Linked DNA regions of Sus scrofa: region 2 is linked to region 1. Evidence: chromatin contacts called from public Hi-C data. All regions are on one chromosome and are shown on one strand. The core of a region is the stretch at or near the end of the contact, and the rest is flanking DNA. Distances in the headings are between cores, read along the strand shown.

What was found. Hi-C and Micro-C count contacts between places; a contact is called where the count stands out from the background.
Region 2: a contact with region 1 is called in a Hi-C map of alveolar macrophages, with 4 times the contacts expected there. The contact joins two enhancer-like sites. A contact is called at or near these places in 1 of 5 promoter capture datasets (liver), 26 of 47 Hi-C or Micro-C datasets (adipose tissue, alveolar macrophages, blood and 11 more) and 2 of 2 datasets of contacts at active chromatin or transcription factors (alveolar macrophages and skeletal muscle).

Annotation. Positions count from the first base shown.
Region 1 is chr11:51,541,944-51,548,998 of Sscrofa11.1, forward strand. NDFIP2 (NEDD4 family-interacting protein 2) reads left to right here. Exons shown (of 8, transcript XM_001926577.5): 5 at 5,130-5,254. Among named protein-coding and RNA genes, the nearest start is that of NDFIP2, 51 kb to the left of the region's middle. Within about 2 kb of position 3,373, at least 15 of the 83 cell types and tissues checked have an H3K27ac peak or open chromatin away from gene starts, as enhancers often do. A contact at or near this core is called in alveolar macrophages, where this site is marked.
Region 2 is chr11:51,455,481-51,462,535 of Sscrofa11.1, forward strand. No RefSeq gene overlaps it. Among named protein-coding and RNA genes, the nearest start is that of NDFIP2, 35 kb to the right of the region's middle. Within about 2 kb of position 4,446, at least 17 of the 83 cell types and tissues checked have an H3K27ac peak or open chromatin away from gene starts, as enhancers often do. A contact at or near this core is called in alveolar macrophages, where this site is marked.

The DNA.
Region 1 (7,055 bases), core at 2,123-4,622:
GGATAACTTTTGAGTCTGAAAATTCCTTTTCCTCTTTTTTTTTTTTTTAACTTTTTAGGGCCACACCTTGGCATGTGGAGGTTCCCAGGTAGGGGTCAAATCAGAGCTGCAGCTGCCGCCTACACCACAGCCACAGCAATGCTGGATCCTTAACCCACTAAGCGAGACCCAGGATCGAACCTACAACTTCATGGTTCCTAGTCAGATTTGTTTCCACTGCACCAAGATGGGAACTTCTCCTCTATTTTGAAATGGTTTCTTTCTTCCGTTCTGGCTTTCATTTCATTTGCTGAAAATAGAAGTAGATAACCACTTAGAATTGTGTGAGTGGATAGGCAGGCAGTTATATTTTTTCTCTTTAGAGTTACTGAATTATATTCAAGTTGGCAACTAGCTAATTAACATATATGCAATATTTATATCTTGTGGTTTTAGTTACAATTTATAGTTAGATGTGATGTGAAATAGGATGAAAATAAAATGAACACTTTGGCTACAAATAATTCTGTTTTATACTATTAGTCTAGTGAACCTTAATTTTTTTCCTTAGTTTTAGTTGAACTGATAATGCTGTATGGTAATAAGGCTTCCCACTTTTTTTTTAAACAAAAAGAGTAGCATAAACATTAATTCCTTTCATGGCTATGTCTTGTAACACATTTTAATTGGAAAAGAAATAATTTAAGGAGTTCCTTTTGTGGCTCATGAACCCACCTAATATCCATGAGGATGTGGGTTTGATCCCTGGCTTTGCCCAGTGGATTCAGGATCGGCATAGTGGTGAGCTGTGGCATCGGTCTCAGACCTATGTTTCTCTCGGTCGCAGACTGATGTTGCTGTTGCTGTGGCATAGTCCACCCTTAGCTTGGGAACTGCCATAAGCCACAGGTGTTGCCCTAAAAAGAAAAAAAAATTTATTTTTATTGTAGTTATTTGTAGTATAAATACCTGTTTCTTAGTTATAAAAGCATGTTATTTAACACCATCTAATTATTCAACTCAGAGCTTAGTTATTATCTCATTTCTGTATTTTGCGTAAACATGCTATCTTCTCAATTTTTATTTTTTAGGTATGAAAACATTTCACTGATATACCATTGTTGTAAATCCACAGTAACCTAGGCACTTGGTTTACCTTATTTTTGGTCAATGGTGGTATATTAGCCAATGTGAATATAAATAAATCTATTTGATACATTAATGTAAATTATCTGCCTTTCATTTCATTTTTACTAAATTGTTTCTACACCTTACATCTTTATGCTTCCTGTTCTAAACATATTCTACTAATATTATAAGAGTAAAGTATGACTTATTTTTTACCTTCATTTCCTGATGTTTTTTGGGGGTAGGCTGTATGCCAGGGCCTGTTTAATTGTGTTGCTAAGCATAGCTTTTTTGTAGTCACTACCATCTAGTGGCTGTTCTACAAATTGCAACTTGCTATATTTTCTATGCCTCTTAAACAATAGAGTAGCTATTGTCTAGAATCTGTTCTGTTGTCTATTTCTAAATTCCAGAAATAAATTCTGTTTAAAGTGATTTATAATTTAAGCATTTCAGGTTATATAATATATGCAAAAAAACTGCCTTGAATGTCAGTAAGAATGTTTTAATTAAAGGCTTTTCTTGGTTTGGAGTTCCTGTTGTTGCTCAGTGGTAACGAACCTGACTAGAATACATAAGGATATGGGTTCGATCCCTGGCCCCAATCAGTGGGTTAAGGATCTGGCATTGCCATGAGCTGTGGTGTAGGTTGCAGACGCCATTCGGATCCCATGTAGCTGTGACTGTGGTGTAGGCTGACAGCTACAGATCTGATTGGACCCCTAGCCTGGGAACTTCCATATTCTGTGGGTGCAGCCCTAAAAAGACCAAAAATACACCAAAAAAATTTTCTTGGTTTAATTCTCTCCTCTGTTTTCTATGTCTACAATTCAGTCTCTTACTGCAAGTAATCCTAAAAAAAGTTTACACTTAAATTTGGTAAGATAATTGTTCATGTTCAGAAAATGTAAAGAAAGAAATATATGTGTCCTCCGATAATGTTTTGCTTCTCTTAATCCTTGAAGTGTTATGCAAAAGGCCTCATACATGCCTTATCTGCTTATATATGAGCCACAGACTGGGTGACTTAAATAATGAGAATTTATTTTCCCACAGTTCTGGAGGCTAGGAGATCAAGGTGCCAGAAAAGTTGGTCTCTGGTGGGGTCCCCTCCTGGTTTGCAGATGGCGGTCTTCTTGCTGTGTCCTCGCATGGCCTCTCTGCCTGTGTGCAGAGAGAGAGAGCTCTCTGGTGTCTCTGCCTCTTCCTATAAGGACACCAATCCTGTTGTATTAGGGCTTCACCCTTATAACCTCATTTCATTGTAATTCCTTCCCTAAAGGTCCCTCTCTAAATACCATCGCACTGCTATTTAGCCTTTGAATTTGGAAGGGAACACGGTTTAATCTATAGCAAGTTATAGCACATGAGCACAATTTAGACATTCATGCTGCTAGCAGACAACGTGAAGAAAACATGGTGGTTCATTAAGTACGTTTTCCGTTCTTTGGGATCTTTTTCCTCTTTGGGGTACAATGATATGTATAATAGATGTTGGTAAGTCTGATTTTGAAGACATTGGACAGTGTTTAAATTATTTTTTTCCCCAAAGATAAACATATACATACTCAAAGGTGAAAGCATACTTTTGCTGTTTGGGGTTTTCTCCATTGGTGCTTCCTCTCTTTTAACATCATGGCATGCTTACAGAATGCTACGGTGTCGATAGCACCCGGGGATGAAGAAGTAAGGTGCTTAGGACTGCGCTGTCCTGTGCTGCAAACCTCATCTGCCTGCCCTGAAGGCAGAGGAGAGAAATAGCTCAGCTTGCCACCAACACGTAGGTGGCAACCAGTTGGGAGTCTCTAGTGCTATTTGTTCATGTAAATTCTTTACTGTAAATAGATATAAAGCTATTTCTTGTTCCGTGCTTTCCCCACGGCGAACACAGATATTAGCCAATGAGATACAGAGCAGCTATGTGCAATTGATTATTCTGCAGTGATGGAAATAGTCTGTCTCTGCTGTTCAGTGTTGTGGTAGCTAAAAAGCAGTGTAAACAAGCTTTGTTTACAGTAGTGTCTTCTGAATTTTCTTTGCGGGAAGGAGAAGACCTACTTTGTAATGTGAAGAGAGCATTTTGTATGGGTAGTGAGTGTGGCTAACATTTTTCAGCAGTCACTACTGCCAGGTTCTGTACTGTGCTAAGCTCTTTACATTCTCACTTAATCCTCTTATCAGTCTTGTGAAGTAGCAGCTTACAGATCAGAGAACTGTGGCTTAGGGAAATCAGCAGTGAGTCCAAGGTCATATACAGAGTGAATGAGTACAGCATGACTCAGACACGGCTCCCCTCTTTTACAGTCCATTTCTCTCACTATTGCAGCATGCAGTACAGCTTCCATAAATGAGGAAAAAAGCTGTGATTAGCAAGTATTAGGAAGGAGGAAATTATAGGAGTAGGGACATTGCTTCAAAGAAATAGCCATTCTGTTTCAACATATCCTAAAATGTTTCCTTTTTGTCTTCAGAATCCTGAAAGATCATAATTTCTATAGGTAATTTGCTCTATTCTCCCTGAGGGTTGGTTGGAGATACTCAGGGTAAGAACATGGACACTGAACAAGACCACACTTATGCTCAAATTGATCTTTAGATTTATTATTACTACTGTCATTATTATTATTATCATTATTACTTTGCTTTTTAGGGCCACACCCATGGCATATGGAGGTTCCCAGGCTAGGGGTCAAAGTGGAGCAGCAACTGCTGGCCTACACCATGGCCACAGCAACTCGGGATCCGAGCTGTGTCTGCGACCTACACTACAGCTCACAGCAACGCCAGATCCTTAACCCACCGAGCAAGGCCAGGGATTGAACCCGAAACCTCATGGTTCCTAGTCGGATTCGTTTTCACTGTGCCACGACAGGAACTCTACTATTTTTATTTTGGTAATGTTGATATCTTGGACATAAAGAGGGCATTTTGATTATATTTCAAGGACCTGTGTCAGAATGGTTTCTGCTACCAGTAATAGACCTTTACTCAACTATTTTAAATAGTTAGGGGATTATCTCACAAACCAAGAAATCCCTGGATGAGCAGCCCTCAGGTACAGACCATTTATCAGTGCTGTGGCTCTGCTTTTCCCTGCTTTTCTTCTCTCCCCTTGGAATGATGGTTTACTCCTCAGGCTGATAGTAAGATCCTTGCGGCAGTTCCAGGTATATCTCTTAAACATGACATCAGTGGAAGATGAAGGGCCTTTCCTTTTCTTTTTAAAAAACTTTTACTTTTGAAACTCTCAAACTAGACTAGAATATAATAAACTCCTGTATATTCATTACCCAACTCCTGTATATTCATTACCTAGAATATAATAAACTCCTGTATATTCATTACCCAGCTTCAACAATGATCAATTTAGAGCCACTTATTTAAACTACATTGTCCTCCTTGCTGTATTTTTAAGAATGTTTTTCAGAAGTCCAATTAAAAAAAAAATCACTGGCAGGGAGTTTTGGCCTCCTGTAGTTTTCCCAAAAGACTCAGCCTGACCTATGGGGGCTTAGTATGGGGTCCATCCTTCCCTGAAATAAAGGCTGTAGAAGTGGGTTGGTTCCTACGAAAGGGAACAACAGGTTTTGTTAGGTAAGAGGTGGGGACGGTGAACAGTACCTGCTCTGGAGCAGTCATTTATTCAGTTCATCTTTAATAAATAAATAAATAAATAAATAAATAAATAAATAAAAGTATGGTTTCAACTTTTAGTGATAACCTTTAAGGAATTGATTCCTGTTCACCAAACTGACAAGAAACCAAGGTTACCCATTTGTTAAAATACTTTATACACTGTAAACCAGCTATAATGGAAAAAATAAAAATCATTAAAATAAAAAAATGCTTTGAATAATGAATACGTTTGCAAAGGGTAAACTATAGTCTATAAAGAAGACTTAATTGGTATAGAGTTGAAGGGAACTGCTGTTTCTATTGATCAGTGAAGTATATTGTGTATGTTTCTTGTTAATTTGTTTCCAAAGTGTGGTCTTTAAAAGAATTATTTCTCTTGCTTTCAGTGGCATTTATTTTCAACTGGCTTGGATTTTGTTTATCTTTCTGTATCACCAATACCATAGCTGGAAGGTATGGTGCCATCTGTGGATTTGGCCTTTCATTGATCAAGTGGATTCTTATTGTCAGGGTGAGTGTCTTGATAGCCCCTGTCACTTTTGTCTCTAAAAATTAAAATACATGAAATTTCCCAGGTGGCTCATAAATGTTCATTTTATGTATGTGAGTTCAGTTATGTTAAGATTTATTAACTTCTATACTTAATTATTATAAGGATCTCTGGTGTGAACATTTTATGACTGTATTATATGAGAGCTTGTATGTTGAAAGAACTTTGAAATCAGAAAAATTTGAGTTTGAATCTTATCTTTTTTTTTGTATTAGTGTTGTAACTTAAGTTTTTATTTATTTATTTATTTACTTATTTTTGGTCTTTTTTAGGGCCGCACCTGAGGCATATGGAGGTTCCCAGGCTAGGGGTCGAGTCAGAGCTGTAGCTGTTGGCCTACACCACAGCCACAGCAATGCCAGATCCGAGCCGCATTTTCAACTTACACCACAGCTCACCGCAAGGCCGGATCCTTAACCCACTGAGTGAGGCCAGGGATCGAATCCAACTCCTCATGGATACTATTCGGTTTCGCTAACCGCTGAGCCACACTGGGAATTCCATTCTATGCCTTTCTTTTCATTTCCTGTGGTTCCTGGAAATCACCCTCTATCTACCTCATATCATTTACAAGGTGGTATAGAGGGAAATAACTGGACGTCCTTTTCTTTCTCCCATCTCAACAACTTCTCTAGTCCCCAGATAATTTTCTGTAACCATTGCACAGGAGTGGTATTGTAAGCATAATCTTCCCCCAGCTCTTTTTCTTTGCCACTTGAAAGCCCCTTTTGGCTCCTTTTTACAAAGGTAGAAAGTTTTACAAAGTTTCATTAGATTAAGGCTAGGGAAGTGGCTATGTTAATTAATAACTTTTTAAAAGTTACCCACGCATTTAAATTCTGCTGTACAATTAATAATATATATACTTTCTAAAAGTCTTATTTATTTAAACATCAATTTCTAATTGAATGAGTTAAGTCCTGAATTTTTCAGTAGAAATCACATATTTTGTCAGCTTTTCTTAAGTGCTTCAGACATGTCAGTTATGCACCTACATTATCAAATTGATTAAAAAATTACCTATTACAGCACTATTAAAACCGAGTTTTATGTGTTTCTTGTTATTTTTAAGCTTATTTTATTACTTCCCAGGGCTTCAGTAGTCTTATCAGACCCTGTCTCTGTTCAGACTAGATTATAGGATTTGGTTATTAATCAGTTGATTCTTGGGATTCTTGATTGGGGACCTGTGGGCTGGCTTATTCTAAGGTGATTAAACTGGGCCATTGTAAGAACTGCCCCCCTGGCTAGTTTCTGTTTTAATTTCATTTTAAAAATGTAAAATGGGTTCCCACCATGAGTCTAATCATGGGATTAGACTTTTATGTTAGAGATAAAGAGAGACAATCACTGAGATAAAGAGACAGTCGCTGCCCTTGCAGAAGTTAGTGTTAGAAAAACCTCAGAAGAGCTAAAGTACATATATCCAACCTTGGTTATGTTAGTAATAGAATTAATTATTAGTATTCAAATAGGATTTCTTGCCTAAATCTCAGAATACAGAAAATGATTTGATTTTTCTCAGTTCTTCTGAGGTTAGTGAACGGCTAGGATCAGTCTAGACTCATAAAAAAAAGAAATTAGTGTATTACATGCCACCCCGGCCTCTGAGATAATAGGACCTAATTCTCTCATAGAACCTCAGGTTGAGAAAAGGTTAGATGATCTAGTTATCAACTCCAGTTATTGTGATTAAGATGGAGACCTTAAATTCAAAGACTGGTGTTTCTCAGAGCTTTGAAGGTATATAACAGCATCAGGT
Region 2 (7,055 bases), core at 3,196-5,695, 85 kb before region 1:
GTACTTAAGCTTAGATATGTTTAAGTAGTTCATGATTTTCAAGGAATTGGGTCTTTTCATCTTATATGCATAAGAGATTAAATTTATTTAGAGAGAGTTGTTTATCATATTCCTTTATTTTCCTTTATTGTCTGTGGGGTCTGTGGTGATATCCATTCTTTTAGTCCTGATGCTAGTATTTTGTGCCACTTGCTGTCTTTTTGTCAGTCTTGCTGTATGTTTATCAATTTTACTTATTTTTAAAACAGAACTAGCTTTGTGTTTTATTGACTTTCTGTATTTTTTCCTGTTTTCAATTTGATTGTTTCTGCTCTAATATTTATTATTTCCTATATTATTCTTACTTTGGTTCTATTTTTTGCCTTCTTTTGTTACTAAATTCAAAACATATGCTGTGGATTTGAGATTTTGCTTCCTTTCTAATACAAATGTTTAATGCTGTAACTATCCTAGTAAGCACTGCTTTATCTACTGTCCCTCAATTTTAAGATTGGTTGTATATTAAGATTATTAGCCCTTTGTCTGTCTTATGTATAATCAATATTTCTCCCAATTGTCAATTATATTTTGATTTTGGCTATGGTTTTCTTGTCATGTGAAATTTTTATGTTTTTTATGTAATAAAATTTATTATTTTCTTATTGCTTCTGGATCTTCAGTCATGATTAGAAAGATTTTCATTGCATGGAGGTTGAAAAGGAATTCATCTGTTATTCTTTTAGTACTTACATGATTTTTTAAATGTACATATAGATTCCTTCCTAATCAATTTGGAGTTTATTTTTGTGTATGGTGTGATTTAATAATCCAATTTTATCTTCCTACAAATGGCTACCCAGTAGTTCCAGCACCATGTACTGAAAAGTCTATCTTTGGAGTTCCTGTTGTGGCTTAGTGGAAATGAATCTGACTAGTATCCATGAGGATGCAGGTTTGATCCCTGGCCTCCATCAGCGGGTTAAGGATCTGGCGTTGCCGTGAGCTGTGGTGTAGGTTGAAGACATGGCTCAGATCCCAAGTTGCTGTGGCTGTGGTGTAGGCTTATGGCTGTAGCTCCGATTAGACCTCTAGCCTGGGAACCTCCATATGCTGTGAGTGTGGCTCTAAACAGCAAAAAAAAAAAAAGGTCCATCTTTAACCCAGTTATTTGTATAGTCACTTTTCTGATGTACTAACTTTCCATAAATATTTGGACCTAACTATGGCTATTTTATTAGATTCTACTGGCCTGTTGGTCTGTTCTTGCACCAGTCAGCACCCTACAGTTTTAATTTTGGAGGATTTGTGTATACTATGGTTTAATATCAGGTAGGGTTATTCCCTGGTAGTGTTTCCTTTTTCAGTGTTTTCCTGGCTATTCGTGCCTGTTTGTTTTTCTAGTGATCTTTAGTATCAACTTGTATCACTCCATCAGACCTTATTAGTATTTGTATTGATTTTATGTTAAATTTAATCTGGTTAGGAGTTCCTGTTGTGCCTCAACCAATTAAGAACCCAACATAATGACCGTGAGGTTGCAGGTTGGATCCCTGACCTAGCTCAGTGGGTTAAGGATCCAGCGTTGCTGCAAGCTGTGGCATAGGAAGTAGATGCAGCTCAGATCTAGGGTTGCTGTGGCTGTGGCGTAGATCCCAGCTGCAGCTCCAATTCAACCCCTAGTGCAGGTACTTCCATGTGCTGCAGGTATGGCTGTAAAAATAAAATAAAATAAATAAACAGACAGACAGATAAATAAATAAAAATAAATTTAATCTGGTTAAATTAAGTCCCAGATTTACGATCTAAATATTTTGATATCCTAACTCATTCAATTTATTCTCTATCCCTTCCAATTTTACATCATCAAAGATCTGAGGCATATGCTCTCAACATTTATCAGATTGTGACACATTAGTGGGCCAGTGATTCTCTTCTGCATTAATACACTAGACATGTTTCTTTTGGGTGACATTGACCTGTGAATCTTTAGTGAATGGGTGTTCAACTATTTTCTAGTCCAAGCCATCCGTTCAACCCATATTTCCCCAAGTGGTTCATAAGTACATCATGATCCTTTTGTCAGGTTCGTGTCCACTGTGGTTCAAGCCACACTTGCTCTAAGCCATTTTCACTATCTGCTCTAAAAACAAACATGTAAGTCCTCTCAGAAAAACATATTGCCGAGACCAGCTCAGCAGGATGGGGCTGAAGAACAGGTGCTGTGAAACTTAAGGAAAAAAGTTAACATAAAACAAGACACAGAGACATTTATCCTAAGTAAAGGTGGGAACCGGGGACTCAAGGTCTCGGGGACCAAGAGCGTGGCCTCAAGAAACCACACTGCTTTTGTTGTGCTCTTGAGGATTATGTCAAGTGAGGAGGGGGTAGTAGGTGCAGGATATAGGTTTTTTAAAGTTATTTTAAAAGTCACATAGCTGGTTGCTGATTAAGCTTTTATTCTGACCTTGAGGCATTTAACAATCATCAGCATTTGAGGAAGCTTGGCATCAGCTATCTATGCATAGCATTCTAGAGAATCACTATTGTGCTTCTGCAGACGGTGTGCCTAGGTTTGCACCTCAGTTCTCCTTGCTAATGCACATCCTACCAACGACCCCTCATAAACCCTTTGGGGCCACAAGTCTCCTCTTTCTCTTATTTTTTAGAGGACGTATCATGCTGTGCAAACGGCGTGCCAATCTGCACAGGTCCTGCGTGCCTAGACCAAGGCATTATGTCCTCATTCAGCTGATCATATGAATAACTTAAGCCTTTAGGTCTTTGTTCTTAAGCTTAAGTCATTTACCAGCACTGCGACTGTTTTTCAAGCAGGAAGATGGGGTAAAGTAAAGCAGGACAAGATGGAGTTTTCAGCAAAGAGGCTAAGAAAATGCTGTAGAAACATGGCTCGCGACAATGTATGAAGCTGGAGACCTAGAAGCAGTTGGCCTAATTGACTAGTAAATGCCTTACAAAAAACTTGAATACACTTCCAGGTTTGGGGGAAAAAGCTACCCTAAAGATACGGGGTCTGTCTTACAGAACACGTTATATACTTTGAATCAGAGGTTTGTGTGGTACTTTCCCCCCAACACATGATAGTCAGAGTCAAGGGGGTGGAAGTAGGAGCAGCTTTTTTACTACTATGCATAACGACTCACTTACAGAATCTTTGCTTCCTGCCCCAGCAGTTTTGAGCTCTGCTGGTTTGGAGGTCTTAGTTCCCAGGAGGGAACGCTTCTATCAGAAGACAAAATAATAGTTCTATTGAAATGGAAGATAAGATTGTCACCTTGTCATTTGCAGCTCATATGCCACTAAATCAATAGGAAGAAAACGAAAGTAACTTTACTGGCTGGTATAACTGATCCCAAGTACCAAGGGGAAATTGGGTTGCTATCAAACATAAAGGTGAAAAGTTCTATGTCTGGAACCCAGGAAATTCTCTGAGCTACCTCTTAGGACTTCCATGTTCTAAGGTTAATGGAAAACTCAACAACCAAAAGTAAATAAATAAATAAATATTCAGAATACAGACTCTTCGGGAATTAAGTTTTGGATCATTCCACCAGGTAAAGAATCCCAGTATGCTGATATTTTTCCTGAGAGCAAGTGAAATATGGAAAGGATAGTAGAAGAAAGAAATTGTAGATGCCAGCCACAGCCTCATGGCCAACTGTGGAAGCAAGGGCTTTAGTAGCTTTGCATATTTTCTATTTGCTTGCTCTGTGAATGCATTTATTTCTTTGTAATAGTAATTGTCTTCTCTCTGTTATTATTTTATATACATGTTTTAAAGGTTAAAATTTATAATTTAGGGGTTCCTATCATGGTGCAGCAGAAATGAATTTGACTAGGAATCATAAGGCTATGGGTTCGATCCTTGGCCTCGCTCAGTGGGTCAAAGATCTGGCGTTGCAGTGAGCTATGGTATAAGTCACAGACGCAGCTCAGATCCTACGTTGCTGTGGCTGTGGTGTAGGCTGGCAGCTACAGCTCCAATTCAACCCCTAGCCTGGGAGCCTCCATGTGCCACGGGTATGGCCCTAAAAAGCAAAAAAAAAAAAAAATAAATAAATAAATAAATAAATAAATAAATAAATTACAATTTAGCCTTTGTATAACTGAATATTCAATGGGATATGATTGTATTGCAATACAAGAATTACGATAACTCTTGGAACTGTGTGTCTCCGCATTTTGGAAAAAGCTTGAGATTTCTTAATGTACGTGAAGGATAGCGGCATCTTGGTCGGTGGAAAACTTGAGTTGTTTTGTTGCTGACTGGAAGTCTAAATGTGCATAGAAAAGCGTACATGGTAGCTGAGTAGCCAAATGATGGACTTTACAATTTTCAGTTTACTGTCTCTCAACTCCAAATCCATCATTCTTTGCCCTGCTTTGTGATACTGCAGCTGACCTCTCAGTATTTCTCCTTCACACATTAAGGGAATATTAGACTTTGCCAGTAGGGGGCACTGGTGTGACCCTCTAGGCAATAGCCCCAGTAAGACACTTCCCTTCGAGATTCCAGTCCTTAGACACACGTGATTATTAAGAGCAGGAGATTAGCAGCTTATGTACGGAGGAGCTCCAGTCACGTATACCCTGAGGCTTTGATCTCCCTCCCAGATGCCTGAGCAGTTCTGGCCTGCCTACACCTTCTGGCAATGGTGTATCACTTCCAGCCCACTCACAACCTCCAGCAGTATGGGCTTTTTCCACAGACCAGTGCCAGTCTATACTCGTCAATCTCTTGGGCTCCCAGCAGGCCGAGTGTTACTATGGTAGTGGCTGCTTCTCTGAGAGGTCCAGATCTTAGCCAGGGGCTGGGGAAACCTTCTCTTGGCACTGAGTTCCTTTATTGTCTGTTTCCACAGCCTACAGATCGTGGCTGTTTTTTCACCCCTGACATTTCTGGACTCCTTTTACTAGTTTTGGTAGTTGACCACCTTCTAGTATCTCAATTCTTTATATTGAACTTTTCCTGTTCCCAGAGCTGATATAGTCTCTGTCTTCTGACTGGACCCTGACTCATAAACCCTTTCAGAAGAAAACCATTTATTTTTTCATCAAGGAAATTGCCTTTTGCTCATTGGATCTACTAGGATAGGAATAAATGTCCTAAAACAGATTACATTTTGTTTTACGTTGTACTTTCTGTTCTCTAAGCTCTTGTCCCCGAAAAGAAGAGGATGTACTATGGAACCTAATTTTATCTATTATGAAATACACAATGGGAACCTTTGTGCTTGAGTAAGTGTTAAAGTTTTGTGAAGCATTGCTGTAAATAATTGCCTAAATCATGGTATAATAGCTAGAGTGCAAACTGATGATGGTTCATAAATTTAATCAGTTGGTACAAATGAATCAGCAGCAAGTTCACTAAGTTTTCTCTTTTTAGGTCTTTTGTTTTCAGAGCTATAAAAGTTCATTGTAAGGCTCAGATGTTAGAAAAAAAAATGACATTCTTCTCTGCAGCATATCTTTTTATCCAAATGATTTCTGACTGACCCCTAAACTCTAAACACAGCACAAAAAGTTGAGGTAGCTTTTTTAATTAAAAAAACAAAAAAAACCCCCAACCTTTTAACACATAACAATCAAGACAGAAACTGGCCCTAGGAGTTAGATGGGTTCCTTACTCCCATTAAAGCAAGCTGCAAACCCTAGCTGATATTCTAGGGAAGTGGTTCTGAAACTTCAGTTGTGCCAGAATCACCTGGTGGGCTTGTTAAAATACAGATTGCTGGATCCCAATCAGAGTTTCCAGCTTGAGGCAGGGCCGGGGAGTCTGCATTTCTAACAGATTTTCATGTGATGCTCATCTGGTGCTTCACACTTAGGGACCTACTTTCCTCGTCTTCTGTTTCTCTCCCTTTGCTCCTATTTAATCCCAAATGGTCGCACTTGTTATTATTATCCTGAGATTCATATTTTTGGTACCATATTCTGCCTTTAAGTCCTATAACTCTCTTTCTAACATTTTTGAAACTTGGCACATTTTCTTTTCTTTTTCTTTCTTTAGTCATCTGGCCTTAACTTCTATTGCCATAGCTTCCTATTACCTGCTTTGATCCCCAGAGTCATGCTATACTAACTTTCATTGCAGCCCCTCAGACAAGGTCCTTTTCTCCTGTATCCCCTCCCCATTGTTTAAACACACAGACACACTCCTCTACCTCAAGTAATAAATGGTGTGTGGGGGATTTGGAGAGATGAATTTAGGATGTGTTGATCTTTTCAAGTTACTCCATGAAACCAGAAGGACATGTAGCATTCTTTAATGATCCAATTAAAAAACCTCCTTGGGGGGTTCCCATCATGGCACAGCAGAAACGAATCCGACTAGGAACCATGAGGTTGTGGGTTCGACCCCTAGCCTCACTCAGTGGTTTAAGGATCTGGCATTGCCATGAGCTGTGGTGTAGATTGCAGATGCGGCTCAGATCTGGTGTTGCTGTGGCTGTGGTGTAGGCTGGCAGCAACTGCTCCAATTAGACTCCTGACCTGGGAACTTCCATATGCCACAGGTACAGCCCTAGAAGGACAAACGACAATAAATAAATAAATAAATAAATAAATAAAAACCTCCTTGGGATCAACCATTTTAGAAATGTGTAGCATAATCTTCTTATATCTTCTGAATGTTATATAATCTTTATATTACTCCTGCTCTGAATCCATCCTCACAGCCACTCAAGCATCACTGATACCCATGCAAGTTCTGTTCACATTACTTTGCCTTGCTTACTCTGCCTTAGCCACTTGCAATATCTATTCATCTCCGAGATTCATCTCAAACACTGCCTTTTCTGAGTTCTTCCTATGTGCATTCTCCCCATAGGCATAGCGAACATGTCACTGACATGGAACTTACCCAAGGTAGGAAACTTTCATCTCATGTAGATTATTGGCCCATTCTTTGCAATGTGTTGGGGTTTTTTGTTTGTTTGGTTGGTTGGTTTTTTTGCTTTTTAGGGCCCCACCTGCAGCATATGGAGTTTCCCAGGCTAGGGGTCCAGTCGGAGCTACAGCTGCCAGCCTATGCCACAGCCACAGCAATGCAGGATCAG